Regions from separate parts of the Drosophila melanogaster genome. Here region 2 is linked to region 1. The links are chromatin contacts, called in public Hi-C maps. All regions are on one chromosome and are shown on one strand. The core of a region is the stretch at or near the end of the contact, and the rest is flanking DNA. Distances in the headings are between cores, read along the strand shown.

Region 1 (4,186 bases), core at 908-3,407:
TTGGCCGACACATCCACACCAGGTGAGTCCACAAAGACGACATCGTCGCGCAGCAGGCTGCAGCGTTCCCTCGGCCAAAAGATGCGCACCAAACTGCTCTCGCAGAGCTTCTCCTGGCACAAGGCATTCGCCAGTTGTTTGATGTTCTGCAAACAAGGGTCACTAGGTCATTAGGCGAAACACATTTCCCAGAGGAGAGCTGAGTAGCCCACTTACCACCACATTTAGCTTCTCCTCGGAGCCCTCTGTCATAAGATACGCCTCGCCGCCATTGCTGCCCTCCACTTGGCAGAAGCAATTCGTGGTGTGCCCAATGCCGCTGGGCAGGATCTTCTCGCGCAACATGGCATTAATCACCGAGCTCTTGCCGTTGGAGGTGCGTCCAAAGAAGGCCACCTTCATGTGATCCCGCTGCAGTACTTCGCGAATGGCCGCCACCTTGTACACATAGCTTTCGAACAGCTCCCGTTCCGCCTTGTCCACGATCTCCGCTTCCGCGTGCAGGGCTGAAAGAGCAACGAACATTGGTTTAACTGGGTATTTCGCCAAAGGCAATAGATGTTAGATAAGAATCAAAATTTCACCATTTCCCTTGTAAAACGATGAACTGAATCATAATCGTTCTTATCGAATACCATGCAACATAGAGGTTCAAGGATTGGCTTCTGTTGGGTATTTTAAAAATATAATACATAACTCACCGTTGATAAAGGTGGTCGTCTCATGGACATACTCCTCGATCTCGCCGTAGATATCGTTGATCTTCTTTTTGGCGCGCACAAAGATCTGGAGCGGTGATTTGTCGTTGGATTGATAGAGCCGCGATTCCGGTAGCAGATTGGCGGCCATTGTGGAGCCGGATTGTTGCAGCGATGAGTTGAACCGGGATAGCGGGGAACCGGGTCCGGATTTGTCCACCGTGTCCGTGGAGGAGGCGTGACGGTCGTCGTCGGCGGGGCCCGTTTGCCCGGTCACCATCGAGATGGTGCGGTTCAAGTAGGCCGCCATTTCGGGATCCGGTTTATGGTTGATTCGGTTTAGCAGATGGTTTTTTGGTAGAAGAAGAGAATTGCGATACAAAACAAAAGGTATGCAGCCCAGGGGATTTGGTTGTTCAGACTTCCAACTTCTGCAACTTCGCCGCCAACCCGAAACTCAAAACTTAACTATCTCTGTTTATTGTGTGTTATATTGCTTTTGGGGGTATTTGCTCAAAAATCAACGTCATAAAACTGAAACGAAATTAAATGAAAAATTATGACACGAAAGAAAAAACAAAACGATTGAATACAGTGCGCACCAGATAAGCTCAACTTGAGTGGTTTAAGTGTTAAACAAAATGTGCGCTACAAAATCAAGCATGTGTTTGCTAAGTATATCTTAGAGAGAACATAAACTATTGATTTGTTGTTCGCTATGTCGAGAGTGCACTGTATTTGGCGAAAAGGAAAATACCGCAACGCAAATTGCACGCACACACACACACGTGGTCCAATTGCGCTGCAAACAAATATAGGCGAAAAAAGTATAATAATCTAATGTTTTTGGTTTTTCTTTTTTCTGACAATTTACATCTGTGTGCGTAAATCGAGTTGATAAAGTTTAATCTGCCCTCTCGCTCTATCAACTAACCTGATTAATGCCACTCTCGCTCATATTTGTATTTGTTTTATTTTATATTTGTATTTATTTTCCTCTCCGGTTGTTCGATTCTTTTAATTGCTGCCCCTCAGCTGATGCGTTTTCAAATGGCAAATTGTGGAAAGCGTGGTTCGAACTTCCAATAACCGTACATTGCCGACTAGAATCCAGTTGCAGAGAAGCAATTTCACGAAATTTAGTTAATATTATTAATTTTTTTTAAATGCACATGATGTAACGTTAAGGTGACCAACTCATGTTGTTCGCTGACATCCGGCGTTAGTGCATTTTTATGCCTTCCCATGTCTAGTATATTTTTATGCCAGTCGAAAGCTTAATATGGTATTTTTTCAATTCGCTGCCATATTTAATTGAAATTAATTTTTTTCAATTACTACCACCTAGCTTATTTTTATTTTTATTGTCTAATTTAAATTTTGTCTAATTTAAAAATAGAATTTACCCTGACAATGATTTTCACTGATTGGAAATGGTCACACTAGCCAGTTTCCAGTTAGCCAGAATGTAACGGCGCCTTTCCCGCTCCAATTGGAATCCGCGTGTAATTTTGTGTCTCGTGTTAATTGTATTATTTCCCCCGCTTTTCGGATTTCCGCATAAAAAGCGATGAGTCTACAGGACGAGAGTTTTCCGACGGACGAGCTGTTTGACCAGCTGAACAATTTGAGTAGCAGTGGCGCCAGGAATACCTGGTTCGCGGAGCACCATAAGCCCGCAGTCTTCGAGCGGGATACAGCGCCATTTTTGGAGATCTGCTACGCGGATCCAGACTTTGATGCGGATGGGGATGTGGCCAACAAGAGCGCCAAGACATGCGTAAGCGATCCCGTGGGTCGTGATCAGGAGGATGAGGACGACTATGATGAGGATGTCGATGGTAAGAAGTGTTCGCTCTCTCTCTACACTTGCTTAACTACAATGGGAGAAATATTCCCATCAAACATATCTCATATATGTATAATTTTGGTACTTCCATGTCTCGATGTATAATGGGTACTTCATTCAATGGGCACAGTCAATTAGCTAGTGCTAACATGTATCCTTTCTTATTCAACCAGGCGATGATCATAAACTGGGTTGCGAGAAGGCTCCATTGGGCAGCGGGCGCTCCAGCAAGGCGGTCTCTTACCAGGACATCCATTCGGCCTACACGAAGCGCCGCTTCCAGCACGTGACCAGCAAGGTGGGCCAGTACATAGCGGAGATCCAGGCGCAGGACCAAAAGAGACGCAATGTGAAGTTCGCCGGATTCCAGCGAGTGAACTCTATGCCGGAGAGTCTAACGCCCACATTGCAGCAGGTGTATGTCCATGATGGTGACTTCAAGGTGGACAAAAACTGCCAGACTCACTCCAACTCCGATTCGAATTACAATTCCAATTCAAACAACTCTAGCAGCAGCTTTGATCGATTGCTGGCCGAGAACGAGAGCCTGCAGCAAAAGATCAACTCATTGAGAGTAGAAGCGAAGCGTCTGCAGGGCTTCAACGAGTATGTCCAGGAACGACTGGACAGAAAGACAGATGATTTTGTGAAGATGAAGTGCAATTTCGAGACCCTGCGCACCGAGCTAAGCGAATGCCAGCAGAAGCTTAGGCGCCAGCAGGACAACTCACAGCACCACTTCATGTACCACATTCGATCGGCGACCAGTGCCAAGGCCACTCAAACGGATTTCCTGGTGGACACCATACCCGCCTCCGGAAACGTCCTGGTCACACCCCATCCCCTGGGCGACCTGACCTACAACAGCAGCAAAGGATCCATCGAGTTGGCACTGCTCAGTGTGGCGCCTTCTGCCCGAGTGGCCCAGAATCCCGTCCAGGTCCAACGCGCGATTCATCCACAATCTTTGGACTTTAGCAGCGTTAGCACCGAAGCTGATGGCAGCGGTAGTGGTAAGCAATCGCAATGCTATTTTATTAGATCTGTAGATTATTTCGAATAAGATTGACTAACATGGATTTTTGTTGGTTTCTATTCAAGGCGAACATCGTGTGGAAACCTCATCCAGGGCCTTGGTCAGAAGAACCCCGGCGCCCAACAACTCGGAAACCAGCCAGCCGAGCAGCAACGACTCGGCCATCGAGGTGGAGGCGCACGAGGAGGAGCGACCCAGCTCCAGGCGGCAGTGGGAACAACAGGGGGAGCTCATCTCGCCCAGGCAATGGGGCCAGCATGAGGGCATGTACTACTTTGACAAGCGCAACAACCGAGTCATCGAGGTGATGGGCTTCAATATCAGTCAGGGGCGCAATCAGAGCCATGACACCATTCATAATCAGAGCATCAACGATAGTCAGACGCGTCTGCTGGTCCACTCGATGTCGATGTCGCATTTGGAGGCGCATGACCACTTTAGGAGTAAAAGGACGACACTGGGCAGTCGGATGCTACGATTCCTGGGGCCCTGCGTTCGCTGCCGTAATGGTGATCCATTGAACCGCAGCAATGTCACATACAAGGATGGTTTGCCTGCGATGCCCGAGGAGGAGTTCGTTGACCAAAGGAACCAGCGCTAGTC
Region 2 (4,419 bases), core at 1,877-4,376, 6.2 Mb before region 1:
TGACAAATGGTAAGCGCATAACCAACAATTTTATACAAATCAAGACTTACACACACTTTGCACCTGCAGCGGCCGCCACTCACCAGCAGCAGCATCAGCAACAATCCTCGAAGACGACGCGCCTGAATATCCTGAGTCCGGAAAAGGTGCATCGCCTGGGCGCTCGACTCACCGATCAGAAGCAGAAAATGCGCGAGGAGGCCGCAGCGACGGCCTCGTCCGTCGGAGGAGCCGGTTGTGCGGCAGGAACAGCGGCTGGAAGCTTAAATGGTCATCGGACCATCGGATCCTCCGGCACACCGAATTCGGCGGTCGGTGAACGGAGGAGGCGAGCAGCTCCATCGCCGCCAGTTCGCACGCATTTCAATACGCGCTGCTAGCTAGACGAAGTAGCCATACTCTCTATTAACGATTGTCAAGTGTTGTGCGCAGTTTGTTGTGGTTCCACTCAGGAAGCTGTTGTAAGCAGCTTAATGTTCTACAAACAAACTGTCGTAATTAGCGTAAATCTTTGAAGGATATAACTGTTGTAACTTCTATAACCAACCATTCGCCATTTGTATCGTACGGAATTAAATTTCCACGACATGTAGAGGCACTTTTTTTTTTAAATACATAATGACTTTTAAAGTGTAATGTAACATTAAGAACCAGTGAACTGTGCCGCTGTTATAAACGCAACTGTTATACGCACATAACAAGATCAACATTCCGACGAAAGTGTTTATTTTTTTTTTGATTCCAACATTTGATTTTAAGTTTCAACTGAACGAAGGTTAAGTGCCTGATAGGAATGAAAAACCAATAAGTTGCAATATTTACACGGATTGTATAAACCAAGCGAATAATTATAGTATGTAAGATTACAGGGTAACAACTGTCTCGACTAACCTAAAAAAAAAAACTGAACTAGAAGCAAAGCTAAGCAAATACTTGTTTAACCCACTATTGTCTGACATAAAGTTATATTGCGAAAGAGATAGCGAAAGACGGATAAAGAGAGAAGGAAGAAACTTGTGCCATGATGTTGATGCGAAAAACGAACGAATCTGAAGAATCCTCGAGAGAGGGAGATCCCACCCGCAAAAAAAAGACAAAAGGAACGAAAAGAACTTTAACTAGAAAAATTGTGGTTTAAATATTTTTTGATAAACAGCGTATATAAATGTATTTGTATATCTATTCCATAATTATATAGATAAACGTATTCCATGTTAGTGCTTAAATCTAATTTATTATTTATCGATTCTCGACCCATTCACCCCGTCCCCTCATTCCAAGAACAATAATTAACAATGCTAAGAAACAAACTTTTTTGTATTGACGAGAATAAGTCTAACTCCTATAACTAAATATATAAGAATGTTTTTGCTCAAAGGCAATTTTAGTTGTAATTGATACGAACAGACATACAAACACACACACACGCTAACTGTTATACAAATGAAACGCACACGCTCAAGCCTAATACTGTTATACTGTGTACTTTATATAGCCATTATATACCTAAACCTATATACATATAGGATCGAAACGCTTGCAATTAACTGCTTACATAAGACATTTGAGTCGGGCCCTTGTTATACGGACGTATGCCAGTAGAACAGTGGCCGCGCCGAACCGATCTAGCATTTAACTATCTATATACAACAAATATGTGCGATATTTTTTATATGCAGCTAATTTAATGTGTTGTATTTTGACCCCACACCACCTTGTAACTACGTTTATACGCCTGCTTTTCGAAAATTGAGTAACGCTTATAGAATTTTCGATTCAATTCTTTATGCCTTTTAACAGTTGAACATATATAATCAGTATAGCAACATTTTCTACCCACTTGTAAATAAGTTTATAACTAATGCAGTTTTTGTTGCCTACTTATTCGGGAGTCGAAAGGTCTGTAATTACAAATAAAGCTTGTGTATAAACGTAGTTCGTAGATTCTCTTTTGATTTTAATCTTAAAACATTTTTTGTTAATAAAAGAGGAAATTAAAAAAAAACTTTTAAACTTTCTAGTGTCTTTATTGTGGAATTTTAATTTTGTGGCAATTTAAAGAATATTTTTATATCTTTAATTGAGCCAAACATTTCATAAATAAAATCTCAAATGAAATGTTAAGAAGCGAGTACAGTTGCGCGTGCACGGACATAAACTTATGGCCGGGACTGTATGGAAAGGTGGGGGTGTAAGGAAAGGACCCCGTTTACGAGGTCGTTGCTTGTTCGTGTGTTTCTGTATCTGGTGGCTCCTTTTTCCGCATTTCCTTTTAACAGGATGTACGCACAGATACGGAATTTGTCCCAGACCATGGTCGGGAAATCGATTCAGGCCAAACGCCAGGAATACGAACACCCAAGCATTTTCGCCTATACATATGTACATATATGCAACGATATGCATACACATACATGCTTGCAGTTTGTGGTCCTGCGCAGTGCTTTACGGATGTCCTTGTTTTTTTTTTTTTTTTTGCTAGGAATGAGGGCTTTTAATTTCATTAACAGTTACAGAGCTCTGTTAAGTCAGCTGTTCGCCGAGCGAAAGAGACGGAGCATACCAGATTCAAGGTCTACATAACTGTATCCTATGTACATACGTTCGGTATCTATACGAAAAACGGATGTGTATCCACGAACTTTACATGGTATACTTACAGGCGGACTTTGGGGGAAGGACTTCGTCACTAGATTCCGTTTCGTGAATATGACGTGCAGGCACGTACGCTGGCAGGGTCGTAGCCCCAAAGGGGGTTAAAAATAAAAATAAATATTATTTTTAATTACTTAAACAGCCAAAAGGGTTTATTTTTAATATTTGGGCGTAATATTAGGAGCAATATATTAAAAGCTATATATATTAATACGAAATAGTAGAATTACTATGCTCAAAATGATGCTAAATTTTAAAGAAAATTTAAAATTTCCTTAGCTTTATCATGGTTGAAGTCTTCGCTACAGTCTCAGCCACTTTGGCAACCCTGGTTGAAGTCCACTGAAAGGTTCGTGTCTCTGATATAAGCCAGTATTTCAGGTATTTTCTTGGTATTTCCCATTGCGGCAGCGAAGATTTTTTAGTACATTTCGCTTGGCCCCTGGGGTATATTCTCACATACCAGCCAAGGCCACACTCTATCAGCAAGCTGTGTGGCGTCCGGTCGCTTTTTCAGTCATTCGTTGCGTCGCTGCGATCTCATCGTTCGTTTTGTTCCTACACGTTTTTGGCGTCGTCGTACATTTACGTGTCCCGCTTACTCGCGCGCACCCTCTCTCTTTCACTCTGCGGCGCGCGTGCCTAAGTGTGGTGTGTGGTGTGTGTGCCTGTGTGCGTGCGTGTTGGCGAGCAGCGCGGCGCAGCACAATAGAAAAGAAGAAGAAGAAGAAGCTGAAGCTGAAGGAAAAAACATAAGTGAATTTTTTTCGGGTGGAAGCGCGGTGAAATATGCGTGCGTGCGCGCGTGTATATGTGCGTGTGTGCGAAAATCAATACGAAAACATGAATAACAAATGCTAAATAAGAAAAATAGCTACAACGCACAACCGAAAAGAAGCTGAAACAAGAAAAAAGAAAGCGAAAAAAAAGGAGAAAATAATAAATAATAGGAATTGGGAATCCAGCAGGAAGGAACAGTTAGCCATTCCAGTGAGCTAAAACAGCACAAACCCATTTCCAGATCCAGCCCATCCAGGGCTTCCAATTGACAGTTGCCAATTGACAGTTGACAGTTGCTAGTTGCCAGTTGACAGTTTCCAGAAACGCAGCAGGATGTCGCTGCAAACGAAAAGGCAGCACTGCTATCTGTGCGATTTACCCCGCATGCCCTGGGCGATGATCAATGACTTCTCGGAGGCGGTGTGCCGCGGTTGCGTCAACTATGAGGGCGCCGATCGCATCGAGGCGGTGCTGGACGCCGCCCGCCAAATGAAGCGTCTCCATCCCGCCAGCAAACAGCAGCGTTCCCATGAGAACGGCGAAGTGTCCGCCGCTGCAGCGGCCGCCGTCGTCCTACAGCAGCAACAACAGTTACAAGTCGGTCCAGTTCCGGGACAAGGACCGGGTTCCCATCGCGGCGGAGGTGGCGGCGGTCCACCGGGTGCTCCGCCCGGAAGTGGTGGTCCAGGTCCGTCGGGCGCCGGTTCGCTCAGTTCGCTGGGCAATGCCGTTGCTGCTGCCGCCGCCGCTGCTGCAGTGCATCATCACCATCAGATGCCCTATCAAATGCCAGTGCCACGCATCGGTCCGCCACTGGACTATCCCGTTAAGCTGGAGGATGCCCCCGGTGGCGGCGTACGACCCGTACGCATTTCACACATGACGCCCCACCACCTGCCGCCAAATGCGACCCGCGGCGGTGGCGGTGCACCCGGCGGCGGCGTACCCACCGCCGGCAGTGGCGGTGGCAGCCTACCGCCCGCC

The links. Hi-C and Micro-C count contacts between places; a contact is called where the count stands out from the background.
Region 2: a Hi-C map of the Kc167 cell line shows a contact between it and region 1, with 2.4 times the contacts expected there. The contact joins the promoter of Pits here to the promoter of swa in region 1. A contact is called at or near these places in 2 of 107 Hi-C or Micro-C datasets (the Kc167 cell line and embryo).

The regions. Positions count from the first base shown.
Region 1 is chrX:6,363,679-6,367,864 of dm6, reverse strand. It overlaps swa (swallow), which reads left to right and starts at 2,157. Exons shown (of 3, transcript NM_078505.4): 1 at 2,157-2,539; 2 at 2,721-3,560; 3 at 3,649-4,186. The coding sequence starts at 2,269. The coding sequence ends at 4,184. It overlaps Marf (Mitochondrial assembly regulatory factor), which reads right to left and starts at 1,916. Exons shown (of 8, transcript NM_206635.3): 1 at 1,794-1,916; 2 at 702-1,232; 3 at 217-506; 4 at 1-146. The coding sequence starts at 1,008.
Region 2 is chrX:12,581,900-12,586,318 of dm6, reverse strand. It overlaps Pits (Protein interacting with Ttk69 and Sin3A), which reads left to right and starts at 3,126. Exons shown (of 3, transcript NM_001272557.1): 1 at 3,126-4,419. The coding sequence starts at 3,769. LIMK1 (LIM domain kinase 1) reads left to right here. Exons shown (of 6, transcript NM_078584.3): 5 at 1-9; 6 at 70-1,934. The coding sequence ends at 380.